2 separate regions of the Zea mays genome follow, and region 1 is linked to region 2. A link is a contact called in public Hi-C data. All regions are on one chromosome and are shown on one strand. Each heading gives the region's core, a stretch centred on a gene start, on an enhancer-like site or on the middle of the called end of the contact. The rest is flanking DNA. Distances are from core to core; before and after follow the strand shown.

Region 1 (4,616 bases), core at 1,307-3,806, 640 kb before region 2:
CGCACCTAGAGTCCTACACGCCCGTCCGTCCCCACTGCCCCGTGCCCCCAACGGATATTTTCTCCGCTCCTCTCCTCGTATCCACCCGTCCCTACTGCCTGATCGGACTAGTGGCGCGCGCGGGAGGGGCCACGATCCACGACCGCGCGGAGAAAGGAAAGCAAAGCAAAGCAAAGCCAGCTTTTTCCGACCCTGCGTGGTGCAGAAAAGAAAACGGTGGCGCGCATCGCATCGGCCTCCGTGACGCGCTCACGTGCCCGGCTTGTCCGCATCCCCTTCTTTTGTGTTTGGTTTTCAGGAATAAAATAATTCTAGGTGAAATATTAGTGTGGCATTTTAGTAGGTAAAGGCTCGTACACAAATTTATTCTATTAGGAAATATAGGGTCTTGATCAAGGTTTAACTCGCACGCGCAGGTCAGATGGCTTCAAGCTCGAGATCGTCAATAGATAAAATATTAAGATCGTTGGATGCAAAAGAGTGTCATCCCATCCCACTTAACAGATGGTCCCACGGAACCATCCCTATCTCTCAACCTACTGCTCCAAATGTAAACAACATTTCAGATCCGATCTCGGGCCCCAGTTGCCATAGAGGACGAGATAGCTCGTGACACCCAGACACGCCGCTCTTTCTCTCGCAACTTGCAAGCTGGACCACCACTCGCAACTTGCAGATAATCTAAAGTTTTTCGCCCCTTTTTCACCGGGGCCGGCCCGTGGAAAACGGAACAAGGGTAGCAGATCTCACCAAGCATAAAAGCAAGCAGGTAATAACAATTAGGTTAGAGAGTTCAATTCCAATGTACTCTTAGCAGACAAAACATGGCTTATGATGATGATAGATTATAGATGGATCTCCACGATCAAGCAAATTTAAATCCCGACCTCGTCCCCAACGGAATAATCCGTCCACCAGAAAAACAAAAAAAAATAAAAGTGAAAGCTACGAAGAAGAATGGGGACAAGGAAAAAAAAAGAGTAAACGAGACAAGCATGGTTCCTAGTAGTATCTTCTTCTTCTCTAACAGATGAAGTTTTCACTTGTTCAAGTCGCCGAGTAGCTCGCTCTTCTTACCTCTGCTGCTGCTTCTGCCAGGTTATTTCTCTTAAAACACTATTTGGCCTCCTCCTCGGTGGATGCGGCGGCGGGCGGCTTGCGGAGGAGCACCATGTGCATGGGCGTGAAGATGCCGGTCTCGCCGCCGCGGGTGAGGTGCTGCGCGGTCTCGTACAGCATCTCGTGCACCTCGGAGACGCCCTTGGGCGCGATCCGGAGCAGGGTGAGCACGCGGACGACGATGGAGTTGCGCCAGTAGGCGATGCGGCCCATCTTGAGGCGCGTCCACCAGGGCAGCGCGGGGGGCAGCGCCAGGTCCTGCTCCTTGAGCACCTCGAAGCCGGCCTCCTTGGCGATGGCCGCGATCTCGTCCTGGCGGCGGAGCCCCGGGAGCGCGTCGCCGCGCTCGATGCCGTGGACGCACTCGACGTGGCCCGGGTCCTCGGCGTGGTACAGCGGGGTGGTGACCCACTCGTAGGAGACGTAGAGGCGCCCCGGCTTGAGCACGCGGTAGACCTCGCCGTAGACGTCCTGCAGCCTGGGCGCGTGGCAGGTGGCCTCGATGGAGTAGGCGCCGTCGAAGGACGCGTCCGGGAAGGGCATGGAGAGGAAGTTGCCGCAGACGACCTCGCAGCGGGGGGAGTCGAGGCCGGCCTTGCGGTTGTGCGCGCGGGCGCGCTTCACCTGGTACTCGTTGATGGTGATGCCGACGACGTCGGACCCCGAGTGCGCGGCGATGGCGCGCATGGGCCCGCCGACGCCGCAGCCCACGTCGAGGAGGCGGTGGCCCGGCCGGGCGCCGAGGAGGTCGGCCACGCGCTCCTCGTGGACGCGCGTGGCGTCGCGGTGGGAGCGGCCGGGCAGGGACGGCGAGAAGTGGAACGACTGGCCCCAGCCCCACTCGTAGATGTCGGTCACCAGGTTGTAGAAGGTGTCCACGAAGGCCGGCACCTTCTCCGCCGACGCCGCCGTGGTGGCCGTCTCCTTGGGGCGGCGGAAGAAGGACCAGTACTGGGTGTACTTGTCCTGCACCTTGTCCCGCGTGATGGATCCCATCTTGAGATCCACCGCCCGCTTGCCCTTCACCTCCGCCGCGCCCATCACCCACACGAACCAGTACACCAGCCCCGCCCCGACCACCGCCGCCGTCCACGCCATCGTCGCCGCCTCCATTCCAATTTCCAACCCGAGGAAGGGGGACGAGGAGGAGGAGGAGGAGGAGAGGGAGAAGAGGAGATGAACAGGAGGACGTCGGGGGATTTGGCTGGGCTCTAGGAGGATATAGCAAGCGGGGCAGAGCGCGCGTGAGCAAGGTGATTTTTTTTTTTGGTACTACTGTATACTAGTAAAGTAATAGCGCTGAGTGCGGCGCAGATGAGGGGTGCTGAGAGCCTGCGATCTGATCGGACGGCTGCGCCGAGACCAGTGCGGATGCGTCAGGGGACGCGCGGCCCGCACCCCGCAGGGTTTGCGGCTGCCGAGTTATTTTTTTATGAGATGAAGGGTCGTGGCCGTGCCGTGCCAAGATGCGCGTGCGATGGAGAGGGAGGTGGAAGAAACGAGGAGGGAGGAAAGTTTGGGGGCGGTGGGCTCCAGCCAGCCAGATTGTTTTCGGCACGGGGCGCCGGGGCCACGACGCGGGCGCTCGGCTCAGCTCGGCTAGCTCGCTGGCAGTCTGATGAGACCCGGTTGGCATGGACAGCCTGCCATGTGTGCCGTACGTGGGCCTTGGTCCTTTCGTCGACCCCGCCGGCCGCCGCCTCCACTCCACGCACAGTTGCCTTCGCCTATCTCTTTCTTCACCTCCCGCTCGCGTCGCTTCAGATAATGTTTCTTTGAGAGAAAAAGGTTGCTGACAAACCGCATGCGTCCTGCGGTGGTGAGTGAGTGGTCGTCTCATCCTTGACTAGACGATCGAATTCGTTGCAGGCGGCGACTGGACAAAGATCGAGAGGAACGCAACAAGTGCTGTATACAAGTATTTACAAGTTATAACCAGCCATATACAGACAACGCATAGTTGGATAGTTACGTATTAGGCAGCTTATATATACACATAATTATATTCAAATTTTACTATGTAAACAGTATAGCTTATAATGCAAAACTAGTTTTAATAAACTATGAATATAAGCGTGGATAATCATCTATAAGACCAATTGTGTTATGACTTGGTTTCTCTTCCAAGTGTTGTAAACAAGTATTTACAAGCCATAATCATAACTTCTCTGTAAAATAGCCATCTACAAACAAAAGATAGTTGGATGCTTACGTGTTAGACTATCTAACAACAGCTTATATATACACATACCTATATTCAAACTTTACTACGTAAACGGTACAGTCTGCAATGTAAAACTGTACAAAACGGTAGTTTTAGGTAAACTATGGGCTACAGACGATCTTACGTTGCGAGCTCATGCGCACTAGCTACAAATCCAAACTACATTGATGCAAAAATATGAGGGGTGTGTTTATACTTGCTAGTATCCATGTTGCAGCACTGCTGGCGCCAGGCAACCTTACATGGAGGCCAGCCAATCAGGCTTTTTTTTACTCACATCAATTATGCTACCAGCCAGTACATGCGCCATGTGCACACAATCAGTTTGTTTCCCTCAAGCCAGGTTACATGCAGTTGTTGTGTTGTTCTAGCCAAAACCTAGCTGCCAATTGGCACAGTGTGAGCTAAGACCAAATGAAATTGATTTTATTCTCGTTTTCACCCGAAGGGGCTAAGGTCCCGCTTGGAGGACTGGAGATTCTAAAAAAAATCTATATTATCTAAGCTGAAGTGGATTATATATGAGATTCTAGGATTCAAACGGACCTAAGGTTTGATTTGGTGACAAGGGGATCCCGGGAGGATTAGAGGGAATTGAGGGGGAAATGAACTAATTTTCTCCTCAATCCCCTCCGATACTCCCGGGTCACCAAATCAGCTCTAAAGGTGTGGTCTAATAATTGCCTATACCATTCGTATTATCGTAAGCCATACTAGTTGTTTTTTCCCTAGCAACCTTCCTCGTGAGATCAATGGAGGACTTCAACTTTTATGGTATATATACAACAACGCAGGCTCACTGGCTTCTTTCGGTTTAATATGTCAAGACCCACTTTCCTTCTCCCATTTTTTTTATTTTGTCCTTACTAAAAGAGTAACTTACTCCCTCCGTTTATTTTATTAGTCGCGTTTAATTTAAAAATAAATTAGCGGACGATAACTATTCGATAACGGAGGTAGTACTTTTGTGCCTTGTTGATTGCTGGTTCATTAAAGCGTCATTAGACCTTCGAGGTAGCAAAAGCTTGGTGTTGTAAAAGCAGCTCCAATAGTTATATAAATTTTAGCTCTCTACTAGCATCTTCAAGGAACTTTTTATTTTTAACTCTTTGTTTGACTCTCAGTTTACCTCTCCATAAAGATTAAACTCTATATATACATATCATTCTAACAGACTCTCCAACATGCAAGTTAATTTGGCTAGCCAGAGTGGCTATTCAAATTTGGCTAGTGAGGGAGCCAATTTGGACAGCTGGATGACTTAGTGAGTTGA
Region 2 (4,777 bases), core at 2,081-4,580:
ATCAAGAGCCTGAGCGAAACGAATCTAATTGTCAATGATTAAGAGGGTGTTTGAATACACTAGAGCTAATAGGTAGTTGTCTAAAAAAATTGCTAGTGAAATTAGCTAGCTAACTATTAGTTAATTTGCTAAAAATAGCTAATAGTTGAATTATTAGCTATCCTGTTTGGATGTTTTTTAGCTAATTTTAGCAGCTAACTATTAGCTCTAGTACATTCAAACACCAGTAGTTTCACCAAACAATTTCGCTACCAAGTCACATTCGCAAGAAAAATATACTCTCTGATGGATGGTCGGTATCACACACTTGGTGGCACTTGCGCAAAAGCAGATACGTACAGGATAGAATTAAATACAAAGGTATTTTTGTGAAAGGGACTCTACTTCCGTGGAACTAGGATAAGGTGCAACAAGGAAAGAAAATAGTTACCGGTAAAAAAAAACTTACACGGGAAGGAGGTATACGCTTTCCACTTAGGAGGTCCAGCAGTATAGTGCCAAAGCTGAATATGACACTTTCTGATGTTACTCTTCCTGAAGCAGCATAGGTTGCCATGGAAATCCCATCATTACGAAAATGTTAGCCATTCTATTTTCAGTAAATAGCATGTACTGTCATGTATACCCACTTCTAAATACCCTGACTAAACAATTCAAAGAAGGCTAAGTTTGTCATAGACAAATCATATGTTACCATTTCTTAAATATTCTGGAGGTGTATATGCAAGATTTGTGCTATAGCTTTTCCCATCCCTACTGTTTTTCATCAGGCCAAAGCATGAAAGGCGAGGATCACCATTCTGCAAAAGAAATTATATTGGTTGTTTAGCCCATGCAGGATTAGTAAAGTTTGAGAAACGTATAAAGTGCTGTAAAACGCAATCGATGTCATCGCAAAGAGAATTCCTGATAAGGATTCCAATCATTTTTCGAGAAAAGAACATGTTTGCTATTATGAAATAAATACTATCTAAAAGCGTGACTTTTATGGCTGAATATACCCTATTTACCGAAATCCTAATGGAAAAGACCTGTAATTTCTATTTTAATAGATATTTCCTTCCAGCTACTAGAAGTGGAAAACAGATGGCAATAGACCCCTCCACTTCCAATTCACATTTCAGAGAAAGCTTCCACACTGATGGTAAAATGTCAATGGAATCAATAGGTGCCCTTGTCAGAGGAACACATCAATACTTGCAGTTGCACAAGAGATATTTGCAAAGAAAACAATATTATCCGCATTTGCTTAGCTTTAAGCTACTATAGCCTATTGGCAGTTCTCCATATAACTCGAGGGCTGTAAGGAAAAGTGAAAACCAAAGGAACAGTTACCTCATCAAAGAGGACCCTATATGCATTTAGGTCGTGGTACAAAGGCCTTCCCTCAGTGCTGCAATACTCCAGTGCTTCAGCGATGTAGTATGCAACTCTCAGACGCATAGCCCATTCAATTGTCTGGTTTTCCCCTGAATAAGAGTAAAGATAGTATCATATAATGAACTGACCTACACCACAGTTGCTTGCTTACTTCTACCAAAGCATCTTCCCACAAAAGGTGGACGCAGTCTAGGTTGACAAAAAGAAGAAATGGCAGCCCTAAGGGCATGTATAACTCTGAGGCACCAGTTTGGAAGGATTTCCATGTATAAGAGACAACTAAGAGACTGCATTGTACAACTTTGAGATTCTGGATCATAAATGCAGCTAAGAGACAATATATATATGGAAAGTCGTGAAGAGACGACTAAGAACCCGTTTCTTGTATTTTTTTTCAATTAGCCCCTTAGAGACCCATCAAGAGACCCTATATTAAATAGGATTGTACATGCCCTAGTGTCTACAAAGAAATTAAGCACCATATTAAATAATCGGCAATTTATACCAACAAATCCCAACCTTGCTCATGCACCCTAGGGTCAGGTTGTTCATCGAAAACAAATAGCACATATCCATACATATAGTTCCTACACGAACTTCTTAATTTCCAATACTCATTCTAGAATACGTATCAATTTCCAAAAGTTTGACAGAGAGAAGATTCGTCCACACTACAATCCTCTACACGCCCCCAAACAAAAACAAAAACAGAACTTGTGAGCACAGGACACAGTGATGCGTTAAAATTATACCGTGCGTTTAATACAGCCGCCCTAAATCCGTTTCTATGGATTCACACAACGACCATGGCAACAACACCCAGATAAGGAAGTGCGTATGATAAAGCCTAGCCCAATCACCAATCATTCGTTCGGTACACCGAATGCGGTAGGCTGGTAAGCGCCAGCAGTTGCTCATGGCAGACGGATTCGTCGTTTTTCCCCCCCAACTTCCGCACTAATCAGGGATCGAATCCGATAAGGACAAATAACTTCGCAGGCTGTATGTATTTACCGAAAATGGCCGGCGAGATATATCTCACAGGCAACCAGAAAGCGACTTTTATCAGAAACGGGCCAATGGGCAGAGGATCGGCAAGAGCAAACGCACAGTGGAAGAGGTGCTTGGCGAGCGTGTCGTTGGGCATGAACTCGGCGACGAGCAGCCGCTCGTCCCCGTCGCAGCAGTAGCCGATGAGGTTGGCCAGGCGGCAGTGGCGCAGCTTCCCGACGCCCTTGGCCTCCTCCTGCGAGAGCAGAAGAAGAAGCAAAGCTTTTCAGCGCAAGAGGCTGCGGGTTGAATCCCGAACCAGGGCGGGGGCGGCGACAGTCGAACCCCGAGGGGCTGCCCTGCTCTCCGGGGGGGTGGGATGGGAAGGGGGCGTACCGCGAACTGCTTGGGATCGGGCCACGCCATCTTGGTGAACTTCTTGACGGCGATCGCGCGGCGGCCGGCGTCGAGGCGGCCCCTGTACACGAAATTGGGCGCCTTCTCGCCGCTCTCCGACACGATGTTCCCCGCCGCGAAGCCGGCCGTGGCGGCGCGCAGCTCCGCGAGCGAGAACTCCTTGAGCGGCGGCACCTGGCGGGCGCCGGCGCGAGCCGCGGAGGGAGGCGGCGGCGCCGGCGCCTGGTGCTGGTTGAGCGAGTAGGAGGGACGGTGCGGGGGGAGCGCCCCCGGCGGCTTCTTCTCCGGGTGCGTCCCCGCCCGCTGCGAGGAGCCGCAGCAGCCCATCGGAGCCCACCCCCCGGTGGCTTCCGCCGCGGCTGCGCGTGCGTGGCGTGGGTGGGCAACCCTGTGTGTGTGGTGTGGGGTTCAGGTGCTGGGCTGGGCTGGGTTCCCCGGACAGTAGGAGTAGCCGACCGAGCAGGGGAAGAGGAGGAAGAAGAAGAAAGAGGCCTGCCTTCGGGCTCGGGGGGTGGCCGGGTGGGTTTGGTTGCTTTTGGCTTCTGCGTCTCTGTCCGCCTCCGCCCCCCTTTCTGCGGTTCTGCCTTTGTATGGGCGGTTTCGTCCCGTTCTTGGCTGTGATGCAGCCGCCATCTTAACACGAATTTCCACTCTCAATCAGTCTATGGCTCGACGGATACTATTGCTCCTAATGATTAATACTCGTACTCTCTTATTTGTAAAAAAAATGAAAGTGTAGTGGATTTAGTTAAAAGTAATCATATGGCAAAGCGTTGCAATAATGCTGCTGGTGCATCAGGTTAACCGACCCGCCCGATGTTTGTGTAACCGTCAATAGCCACTGATTGAATTGACGAACGAAAGAAAAAAAACAGTAGCACTCGGTAAAGCTAAAGCTGCTTGCGCTATCGCACGGGTGAATAAAAAGTAGCAGCGCGTGGGAGCAGAGAATCGACGTGATGCTCAAAAACACGTTTTGGCTTTCGCGAGATTCTCTCCTGCCCAGGTGTCTTCGTCCCTCCCGTGCCCTTTTTTTTTTTTTGTCATTCCGGGCCCGTACCCGTACGTGTTGGCCTCAATCTGAGGCCTGTTTTTTTTTCACGCAAACGGGCGCACCCACACTGGAGTCAACGGGTTTGTCGATGGGTTCGCGGCGGTTCATTCTGTACAGTACGCTGGGACGTCGCGGATGCCCCGGGATGGATGCGGAACCGCCGCCGTGAGCACTCATCAGAAGGCAGTGCCCCGCGCATCCGGCGACCGTGTCGCCGGCGTGCCAGGTCTCCGCGCAACTTTTCGGCCGACGCGCACCGCTTGAGAGCATCTGTATTAGCTCCCTAAAAAAACGCTCTAGAGTTGGACCTAGCGAGCTGCTAACTATATATGGAGAACAAAAACAATTTTACCCCTCAACAATTTCAAATTCTTACATTGTTAAATATTTTTGAATTATGCAAGCTCAACGATAAATTCATCACTTTTAGCGGCTTAAATCATCCAAACTGTGTCACTTATACACGGGTGTTAGCTCGATGCCAAACAAGTGTTTCATGAGCGAAATAGGCCACTAAGAGCAACTTCAATAGTTATGTAAATTTTAGCTCTCTAAATCACAGATTTAAGAAGTTGCTAAATGGCTTGTAGAGTAAAAAAATGTGAGTTCTCCTATAGTTCTCTAAATATATGTTGTAATTTTGTTTTGTATTTATCCACATAAAAAAGTAAGTCACAAAAACTATATAATGCTCAGTCAACATTTTTGTTTAGGGAGTTGTTAAATGGTTGCCAAATGTAGAGAGAAAATGAGGTTAGATGACAAGTTGTTAAATTTAGAAAGTTCATTTAGAGAACTGTTGGAGAATAGTTTTCATGTTAACTACCTAAATTATTGATTTAGGAAGTCTTTTAGAGAACTACTAGAGTTGCTCTAAGAGCTCCAAACAACTCGCCAAATTTGGAGACTAAAAATAAGGATATTTATAAAGTTAGT

What was found. Hi-C and Micro-C count contacts between places; a contact is called where the count stands out from the background.
Region 1: a Hi-C map of ear shows a contact between it and region 2, with 1.9 times the contacts expected there. The contact joins the promoter of LOC100192647 here to the promoter of LOC100273485 in region 2. A contact is called at or near these places in 2 of 25 Hi-C or Micro-C datasets (ear and tassel).

Annotation. Positions count from the first base shown.
Region 1 is chr1:7,979,300-7,983,915 of Zm-B73-REFERENCE-NAM-5.0, reverse strand. LOC100192647 (sterol methyl transferase 2) reads right to left here and starts at 2,556. Exons shown (of 1, transcript NM_001137859.2): 1 at 807-2,556. The coding sequence starts at 2,232. The coding sequence ends at 1,117.
Region 2 is chr1:7,336,124-7,340,900 of Zm-B73-REFERENCE-NAM-5.0, reverse strand. It overlaps LOC100273485 (putative protein kinase superfamily protein), which reads right to left and starts at 3,330. Exons shown (of 9, transcript NM_001147922.1): 1 at 2,767-3,330; 2 at 2,491-2,626; 3 at 1,336-1,469; 4 at 695-800; 5 at 449-534; 6 at 1-9. The coding sequence starts at 3,114.